Regions from separate parts of the Sus scrofa genome. Here all the other regions are linked to region 3. A link is a contact called in public Hi-C and HiChIP or PLAC-seq data. All regions are on one chromosome and are shown on one strand. The core of a region is the stretch at or near the end of the contact, and the rest is flanking DNA. Distances in the headings are between cores, read along the strand shown.

Region 1 (2,892 bases), core at 74-2,573, 130 kb before region 3:
TACATTATGGAAGTACAAATGTACCACTTTAGGTAATTGTGATGAAAAGGTATAATGTGCGGTGCAGAAACAGAGTGTGAGCCTAGGGGCATTTCTCCTCTGCTATTTCTCTTTAGTCATTTCAGAATGACTTTATTTGGTTTAATGTAAGCCTATTATTATTATTAGAGCCTTAGTTTTTTGGTCGGCCCCTTCAGCATTTCTTGCCTGGTTGGTATAAGAAATATTTGGAGTAGAGGAACAGAATTTGGGCAGGTCAGAGCTTTGGCCTCCTGGAGAGTGATGGCTGGAGACAGCATGTACAGAAATATTTTGTGGTGTGAGAATTTCAAAGCAGAAACTGATTCCCTTCTGTCTCTCCCTCCTCTCTCTCTCTCTCCTTTTTCTTTCTCCTTCTTTGTGGGCTGGGGAGATCATTTCAGCATTGCCTGCTACACTTTGCATGGGAATTCAGGATGTGAGTTTAAAGCCAGAAGACAGGTTTTCTCTTTCCTGACTGTATTCCCGCGTGCTGTGTGACCTTGGGTAAGTCACTCCTCCTCTCTGAGCTGCTATCACCTCATTTGTGACATGCAGCTAATATACTATATCATAGTATTGCCAAGTACAAAAGGGAGGCTTGAATGTAAGGTCTGAGAGGAGAGAGAAGCATCTGTCTTGCTTACTGCTTCACCCCCAGACCCTAGCAAAGTGATCACATGACACAGGCCACTCAAATTTTTTTAAAAAAATAAATCATCAGTGATTAACATCAAAGTATCTAGCACAACGCCTGGCACATAGGAGACATTTAGTTAATATTTTTTGAATTTCAGCCTGTTTGGAGAAATTTATCTGCAAAGACCTTCAGAGTGGGTTTTGGGAACACAGTCACTGAACACACCACTACACAATCAAATCCTGGGCCACCACCCATTACAGCTGAGTCCAGAGAGGGCCCAGGATCTCCCAGTGCTGCACAGAGCAGGAGAGGCAGGTCCAGAACCCCCTTCCTGCTCAGCAGCCTCGTGTTTTCTGGCTGGGCCAGGGGGAGCCAAGGTCGGGGCTGGCACGAAGAGACATCTCTCCACTCTTGAGAGAAGCAAACTCCCCTCGCATTTTTTTTTGATCAAGAAACAAGAGGAGAGTTTCCTTTCCCAGCAAACGGCTGGCCTGCACTCCCGCTTCCCAAGTGAGGGAGAGCTCCCCATGGTCACAGCTGGGGCCAGTCCCAGCCCTGTTTTCTCCCCATCCTGCTGTGTTCTGTTCACACAGCCCCTCTCTTCCCCTTTAAGCCTCTTCTCCACCAATTATTTGCCTGGGGTGACATCAGTGGAAAATGTGAGGAGATGGCAGCCGAGCGAAACCCTAGCCTTCCCTGGGAGGCCAGAAAAGCCTGTTTTTAATGCTCTGATTGGTCCCTGATTTCCCCAGCTCCTTTGTGCCATGTAATGCTTTCGGCACAGTGAAGCAGGATGCCTAGGGTGACTCGAGGCCACTGAGGGCCAGGGTCTGCCTGCCCACTGGACAGATGCTTTTCCGTCTGGCCTTCTTTCTCAGCCGGGTACACCCCAAAACCAGCCCAAGGAGGGCCCCTATGGTGGAAAACGCACGTGGTCAGGCTTCCTTCTTTCCCCAAGTGAGCGTTGCTGCATGAAAAGCTGTGGGTTTGGGGTTTGTCACCATATATCTTCCCTCCCCTGCTCAATTCTTCCCACCCCTCCCCGCAAGCCTCAGGGCTGTCTGCAGGGTCTGGATTTTCTGCCAAATTTGGATGCCTTGAAAGGAACATTGTTCGAAACAGAGACTCGAGGAAGGTGCTAATCTTCCGCTGCTTATCAAATTTGAGCAAAAAATGTTGACATCCCACTTTCCCAAGTGCTAGCTCAGCTCTTTCGTGTTCAATGGCGAGAGGGACCAGCTGCATGTCTAGCTGGGGATTAAAAACCCTACCCTGACTCCCAGCCCTTCTCACCTGGTCCTGCCAGACCCAGAGGTGAGGGGGGGCGGTGGGTGGCTTGGGAGTCTCTTCATCCTCAATAGCACAGCCTGTCACACTCCAGGAGAGGCAGCCCATGCATCGCTTCTGTCACTGCTGTTGCTTAAACTCTCAGGGTTTAAAAAAAAAAAAAAAAAAAAAAAAAAAAACGCTCCTGAGAAGTTACTGCTCTAAACGTGGAGAGCTCTTCATTTTCTCACGATGAAAGACATAGTTGGGATCATCTGGTTTTCCAAGCAGATGCCCAGTTTATCTCACTTTAAATCAACTCTTTCTGACTGGACCCTTTCCTGGATGAATTAATTGAGCGTGGCTAAAACCAAAATGCTCTCGCGATTAAGGAGCTAGGCAAAGGGGCTCAGTGTCAAGGATGTCAGCTTGCGAAGAGGGTGGCGAGTTGTTTACTTCTATTCTCATAACAGAAGGAACAGGCAGGCTCAGCCCACTGGAAATAATTTTGAATAATCTCACTCTATTACTCGAAGAGAAATTGAGTCTGCTCAAGCTACCCTAGTGATCCGACATTTCAGCGAAACGGGGAAACTAATATCCAATTCATGCAGCATAAAATAAGTGACATAAGGAAAAGCAGGATGAAATCTGGAAGTTTTTAGTTTTCAATTTGTATGGCTTGTCTTCTATTACTGGATCAACTCACTAACGCGGCTCACACAGAGGAGGGGGTTTCATTAAGCTGCTGGTCATTAGTGTGGTGGTGGGCCTGCATGTGTGTATGTTTGTGTGGGTGTGCGTGTGTGTCTGGCAGCTACTAATGCCTGACCCTGATATTGGATACACATTGCCCTGCATAAATCAAATCTAGAAAGAGAATTTGTCTAAGCAAAGGAAATGGAGCCCTGACTTACCAACTGGACCTCTCCTGGCTGAGGGGGGCAGATGGCCTGGAATTTAGA
Region 2 (2,700 bases), core at 182-2,681, 150 kb before region 3:
TCCCCTAGGAGAGGTAGTGTGACTGCTTCATTATGTGCTCTGACCTTCAGAGGCATATATCCCTCGCCCCCACCCCCATTACCCACTCTGATTGTCCTAGCTTCTCTCGCATCCCTGTGGTTCTGACAAGAGCTGAGAGGAAGAATGTCTGAGCATACAGAGTGATCCTCTGCACACAAGTTTATTTTGTTCTTGAATGGAAGGTCCTCCAGGATAGGCTTGACATCCCCTTCCCTACTCCAACCAGCACAGACTGACTGAATGCAATGCTCAATGCACATATGTATGGTTGACTGAATGTGTCAGAACACACACTTATGTACTTGTGTGAAGATGAGAGGCCCCAACCACTCTTTCATCTCACCTTTCACAACGGCCGGGGAAATCAGGAAAGGTTGGCTGGAAAGCTGAACTCAGTTGGCATGCTGAGATGACTGGGTCTTTCTTTCTGTCTTCATGTAATCTGGGACCTTTCTCCCTGAGTGGCCACTCCACTTGGTTTCTCCAAGTGTGCCTTCCAGCAGGGAGCAAGATTACTCACAGAGCAGCTCAGTGGTCCCCAAAGTGCAAAACTCAGGCATTCTTAAAGCTTAAGCTCAGAATTGGCACCGCATAATGCTACATTTTATCCATGAAAGTATGTCACAGACCAAGCCAGATTCAAGGTGGGAGGAGACTATACCAGGGCATGAATACTGCCAGTTATTGGGGGTCTTTTTATCTTTGAAGACTAGCTTCTGTGATCTGTATCATTTTCTTAGATATAATGCTCTCAGTGCTGTGTTTGTCTCATAATTTCCTAGGTAGTGAGAAGAATGGTCAGGTAATTAAAGCAGCAACTTAAGACTCTCCTTCTTGGGTAATTCTAGAGCTTAGAGGGAGACACTAATACTTCACAAGAAGATTCCCTTAAATCGAAGAGATGCTCTGAAGCCCTTCAGATGAAGATGAAGATGACCCTGGACATGTGTCCTCTGTTGGCCTTAATGAGTAAGCAGGCCAGGTTCCCTCCTGTAGACAACATGTTTGAATACACAGCCAGAAATGAGATAATGGCAAATGAGGATCTGCCTACACCTGTTTTTATGGACCTCTAGTTAGCCCCAAAGCAATTACTGATAGATGTATAAAGTATATAAAGAGCAGAGACATTTCAGTGAGACAGGCTTGGGTTTGGTTCCTTGTATTTTCACTTAACAGCTATGGGAGCTATGGTCCCTGCTTCAGAATAGGAATTTAATAAACATTAGATTTTCTTTTAATCAGATAATTTTGTGCATGAACATAAACAACATTTCAAGAGGCAACACAATAAGTCAGGTAATGTTCTGGTTGCCAAGAATATTTTTATTTGAAGGTTGGAGGATGTAGGGGCTGAAAGAGAGGAAGAATTAGAGGATTACTCATCTATCTATTTGTAGCTTCAGGAAGCCAGCTAGATGGTGAAGTCATTTGCTGTATTAAGGAAGACAGCAGTAGAAGGCAGATTTTCCCCTCTTGTAGAATTTCTTCTTATTATAACACCATCTCTGAAGCACTGGAGTTTCCCTTGAGCTCACATTTCTAGTATAGAAGTGCATAAGTCAATCTTCACTGGGTAAGGCTCACATTACACATGAACAAAAATAAACCACTGTTTTTGGAAGTCACTGAGATTTGGGGCTGTTACCATGGTCTTACCCAATGAAAGCTGACTAATACAGAAATTGGTACCAGAAGTGGGGTGTTACCATAACAAAACAAAATGAAACAAAAACAACCAAATTATGTGGCACTGGCTTCAGAGTCAAGCAGTGGGCAGGGAGGAAACTATTATTGAAGCTGACAACAAAGTGACTCACGTTAGGCAGTGGCTAAGCACTTAGTAAAACTATTTCCTGATATAACTTGGAAGATAGATAATTTACATAATGAAGGTGTGGCTTTAGGTGAAGACTTCGGCAAACAGAATGAGACCATGTGTTTGCTTGTTCTTGGCTTCATTAGACAAGGTACTGTAAGAAAGAGATGAGTTTAGAAGTAATTAATTGTCCAGTTTTCAAGCAGGAATAAAAGGAAAAAGAGAGAATCCAGGACTTTCAGGACTTGTAGGGTATAACTGATTCTCATTTACAAACTGTAAGATGGGTTGAGCAACAAAAGTTACTTATATTATAGTCCCAAAGCAAAGTTCAAATCAAGGGTATAACCGCTATACCTTTGTTAAAATCTTTAAATTAATTAAGGTTATCCTCAGTAAATTATTTAACTTGGTACAAAATAGTGCAGGGAAAGGAAATGAAAGGTTTGCTCTCTCATGAAAGCATGGTAAGTTAGAAGCACCTCTAATTCTAGAAAGAGAGGCATGTCTTGAAAAGAATTCTGAGTGTGGCTATTGGCACATAAAGTTTTTTGGTGAATAGTCAGTAATGGTTTTGAGAGATTTTTATTTCGAAAGGAGCTATCAGTGTGAATTAGGAGACTGTAACTGTTAAAGACATAAACTAACTTTTTAAGGCCCCCCAATTTTTGCCACTCAGCACCCAAAGACAGAAGGTCCCCTAATGTTCTCCACAGATGTATCCAAAGAGGATCCTGGAAAAGGAAGAACTTATCCAAGTATGAAGCCAAGAGCCATGGAGAACGGTGACTACAGCCAGGGAGCAGACTGGTATCTAATCAAAGAATATTGCCTACTCCAGGGTATGGGTTTATGGCATT
Region 3 (2,897 bases), core at 179-2,678:
TTTTTGTAGATCAAAAACAGCCAAATGTTGGCAATTTCATCTGGTTCAATATAGTACTTAGGCACAGAAAAGTTGGGTCATGTGACAACCTTAGCTGATACTGCCAGGGCTTTGGCAAAGGGGTTGCACCAACCTATACTCCCACCAGTGGTGCATTAGTTTCCAATTTTACAGCTCTTTAAACAAAGGCTACCCAGGTCCCTCTGCTGAGTCATAGCTGCCAACATCTGTTCTTATGGGCCCTTTTGAATCATGAATTCACAGTATTCTCTGTGTTTACTTCCCCTTGGGAAGGTCTTTTGATGATTCTAACCCTGACTGAGCTGCATTTTAACATGTGAACAATGTGTCTTTACGGAGGACGGTTGTGATGGTGGCAAAAGGAATCAAACTGAGAGGACAAGGAACAAAGGTGGTTTTCCTCCAAAGATAACCTTGGAGAGCCTAAGCTTGATTGATATTAAAGACGGTGACCTCTTCCTACACCAATAATTTTCAATTTGTGCTCAGATAGGAAATAGGAAATGAGAGGACAGGAGATAAAGCTCTTTCCTCTTGCCCGCATCCAGAGAAACTAGATATTTCCAGGCTGTTGGAATTGATGTCCATCCACCAAATGGAGGCAGAGTGGGAGACTTTTCTCCCTGAGCTTCACGCTCTTGGGCCTGACAGCGCGCATTTATCCATTAACAGTAGGCTCAGTGCCCGGCGCCCCTGGTACCTTTAGGGAGGGACTCACAGAAACATTTTAAATTCCTTTAACATCAGGAGGAAAAAAAAAATTTAGGTTGAAAGAAATGTCATTTCATAATATTAATATATTCCTCTTTATATTAATGTAGTTTTAAGATTTTTTTTTAATTTTTAAAGATTTTATGGAGGAAATTGCCCATGGAGACAAAAGTGCCAACCAGGACTCATGAAGGTTGTAATGAAACTCTGGTGCCTGGATCAGACAACCCACTAGCTAAACTCAGCAGTGTGGATTATCCAGATCCATTGGCCCTCTCTGTTCTGTTTCCCTTGGAAATGTCTTTGGTAGTTCTTTCCCTGCCTCAGTCACGCCCCGAGGATAAGGAAAAGAGAACTGGGTGCATATTTGAGCCAAACACCAAAAAGGGTTCACAGGGAAATTCTTCATTTCACTTTATGGCAAAGAATAGGGTAGCATCTAGAGGTCCCCTAGATCTGCATCCAGAATTGGGGTGAAATCTTCAGACATCATGATCACACTCCCTGAGGGGAAAGGGAGTGGGGGTTCTGGTGAGGACAGGACTACGTAATTTTCCGGATCCCAGTATAGGCAGAGTGATGCCTGGACCTCAGGCCTGCTTTAGTTCCTATCTGTTTCCTCTTTCTTCTTCCTCCCTGCAACATACACATACCCAGAGACTAATTTGGGGGCTGGAATCTGAGACATCCAGATCTTATTTCTTCCAAACATGTCTCTGTTGGGCTGGCCTTCAAGGAAATATAGAATGATGAATAGCTGTTTGCTGGCTGGAGGAATTTGGAAAGGACAAGCTATTTAAAGCCCTGAGAAGAACAACCAGGTTGGGAGTGTATCTTGTGTGGTATGGGGTGGGGGTGGGGGTGGGATAAAAGTGTCATTTTGCAAAAGACTCATTATTCAAAATATGTCCAACATGGACCTGATCTATTTTATTTCTATATTTCTACTTCAATTAAAGCAGAGAGGGAGATGAACAGGAAACCAATTTAGAAGAGTGAAAAAGAAAGCAGAGAGATGGATGCAGTCAGGAAGCCATGATTCTCCATGCTGCTCTGCTACAAATTTGCTGAGTGATCCATGAAAAAGGATCCAAGCTCTCAGAACTTCAGTTTCTATGTCTTCGAAAAGAAGTGACGAGCTAATCCTGCAGGTCTTCTCTGGCTTTCAAATTTTAGCACATAGTAGGTGCTCCAACAGTAATTATGAGGGAGTGAGTGTTTGTGGCTGGACCAAGGTCACACAGGTGTGAAACCTGCCAGCGGAGGTGATAAGTGCCTCAACAATAGTGGCAAGTCCAGGAAGCTGAGCCCATCTGTAGACAGCATTTGCACCGCCATAAAAATAGCATAACAAGATGATATTGAAATATCCTACTATTTAACTTAATAATTTAAATGTTTGCCTAATGAGGTGGACTTGATTGGATTAGGGCATTCACAATTAATTTTGATAGATCATTTTACACATTGGTGTTGCATTCTTCTGAACCAGGAGGTGGAACGGAAGTGCAAAATGTTTACGTTCAAATGAGCATGTGATTTTGCAAAAAACATTAATCCCAGATCATGCACACTAAGTCAATTTCAGAAATGGCTTCTAGATATATTATTAGAAATTGCTCTTCAAATATAAAAAGCTTGTAATAGAGTTCTGTCCATTTTTCCTTTGGCTGATGGAAGTTGTTTTATAAATATGCCTATGATATGATGTTTTCTTCATCCAAGCCTTTTGGTACTAATTGCAACTTTTTAAACAGTGTAAGTAGTAGCTGTCATGAGCACTTTGAATCCTATTACAAATACCTATTTCTGAACAATTTCACGTTTAGGGAGGCATTCTTTCTTCAAATTTTTTAACTATGTTTTTCCCCTATTTTTTGAAAAGCACTTGAATTGGAAACTGTGCACCTCCCCCTCCCCCACTTTTTTAGTTAAGGGAATGATCGTGTTATGTAATAGGAAAGTGGCTCCAGTCCCCAACTTTATCTACCCCCTCAAAAATCAAAGAGCCAAGCGTGGTCACATCTGCCCTCAAAGTCAGGAATAAGCAAGGCAAATGACTTTGGGAAAGACAGATTGAAATGAGGCTAATCACTTCTATCCCAGAGATCCAGGAAAACACTTTCCTCAGTACCACCGCTGTCAGATCAGAATTCCATCTCTGT

Evidence for each region. A called contact is a pair of places that touch in the nucleus more often than the background predicts. HiChIP or PLAC-seq counts read pairs in DNA pulled down with a chosen protein or histone mark.
Region 1: a contact with region 3 is called in an H3K27ac HiChIP or PLAC-seq map of skeletal muscle. The contact joins two enhancer-like sites. A contact is called at or near these places in 1 of 47 Hi-C or Micro-C datasets (skeletal muscle) and 1 of 2 datasets of contacts at active chromatin or transcription factors (skeletal muscle).
Region 2: a contact with region 3 is called in a Hi-C map of skeletal muscle, with 3 times the contacts expected there. The contact joins two enhancer-like sites. A contact is called at or near these places in 2 of 47 Hi-C or Micro-C datasets (embryonic fibroblasts and skeletal muscle) and 1 of 2 datasets of contacts at active chromatin or transcription factors (skeletal muscle).

The regions. Positions count from the first base shown.
Region 1 is chr2:43,261,243-43,264,134 of Sscrofa11.1, forward strand. No RefSeq gene overlaps it. Among named protein-coding and RNA genes, the nearest start is that of INSC, 750 kb to the right of the region's middle. Within about 2 kb of position 1,324, at least 10 of the 83 cell types and tissues checked have an H3K27ac peak or open chromatin away from gene starts, as enhancers often do. A contact at or near this core is called in skeletal muscle, where this site is marked.
Region 2 is chr2:43,240,855-43,243,554 of Sscrofa11.1, forward strand. No RefSeq gene overlaps it. Among named protein-coding and RNA genes, the nearest start is that of INSC, 770 kb to the right of the region's middle. Within about 2 kb of position 1,432, at least 6 of the 83 cell types and tissues checked have an H3K27ac peak or open chromatin away from gene starts, as enhancers often do. A contact at or near this core is called in skeletal muscle, where this site is marked.
Region 3 is chr2:43,393,398-43,396,294 of Sscrofa11.1, forward strand. No RefSeq gene overlaps it. Among named protein-coding and RNA genes, the nearest start is that of INSC, 620 kb to the right of the region's middle. Within about 2 kb of position 1,429, at least 5 of the 83 cell types and tissues checked have an H3K27ac peak or open chromatin away from gene starts, as enhancers often do. A contact at or near this core is called in skeletal muscle, where this site is marked.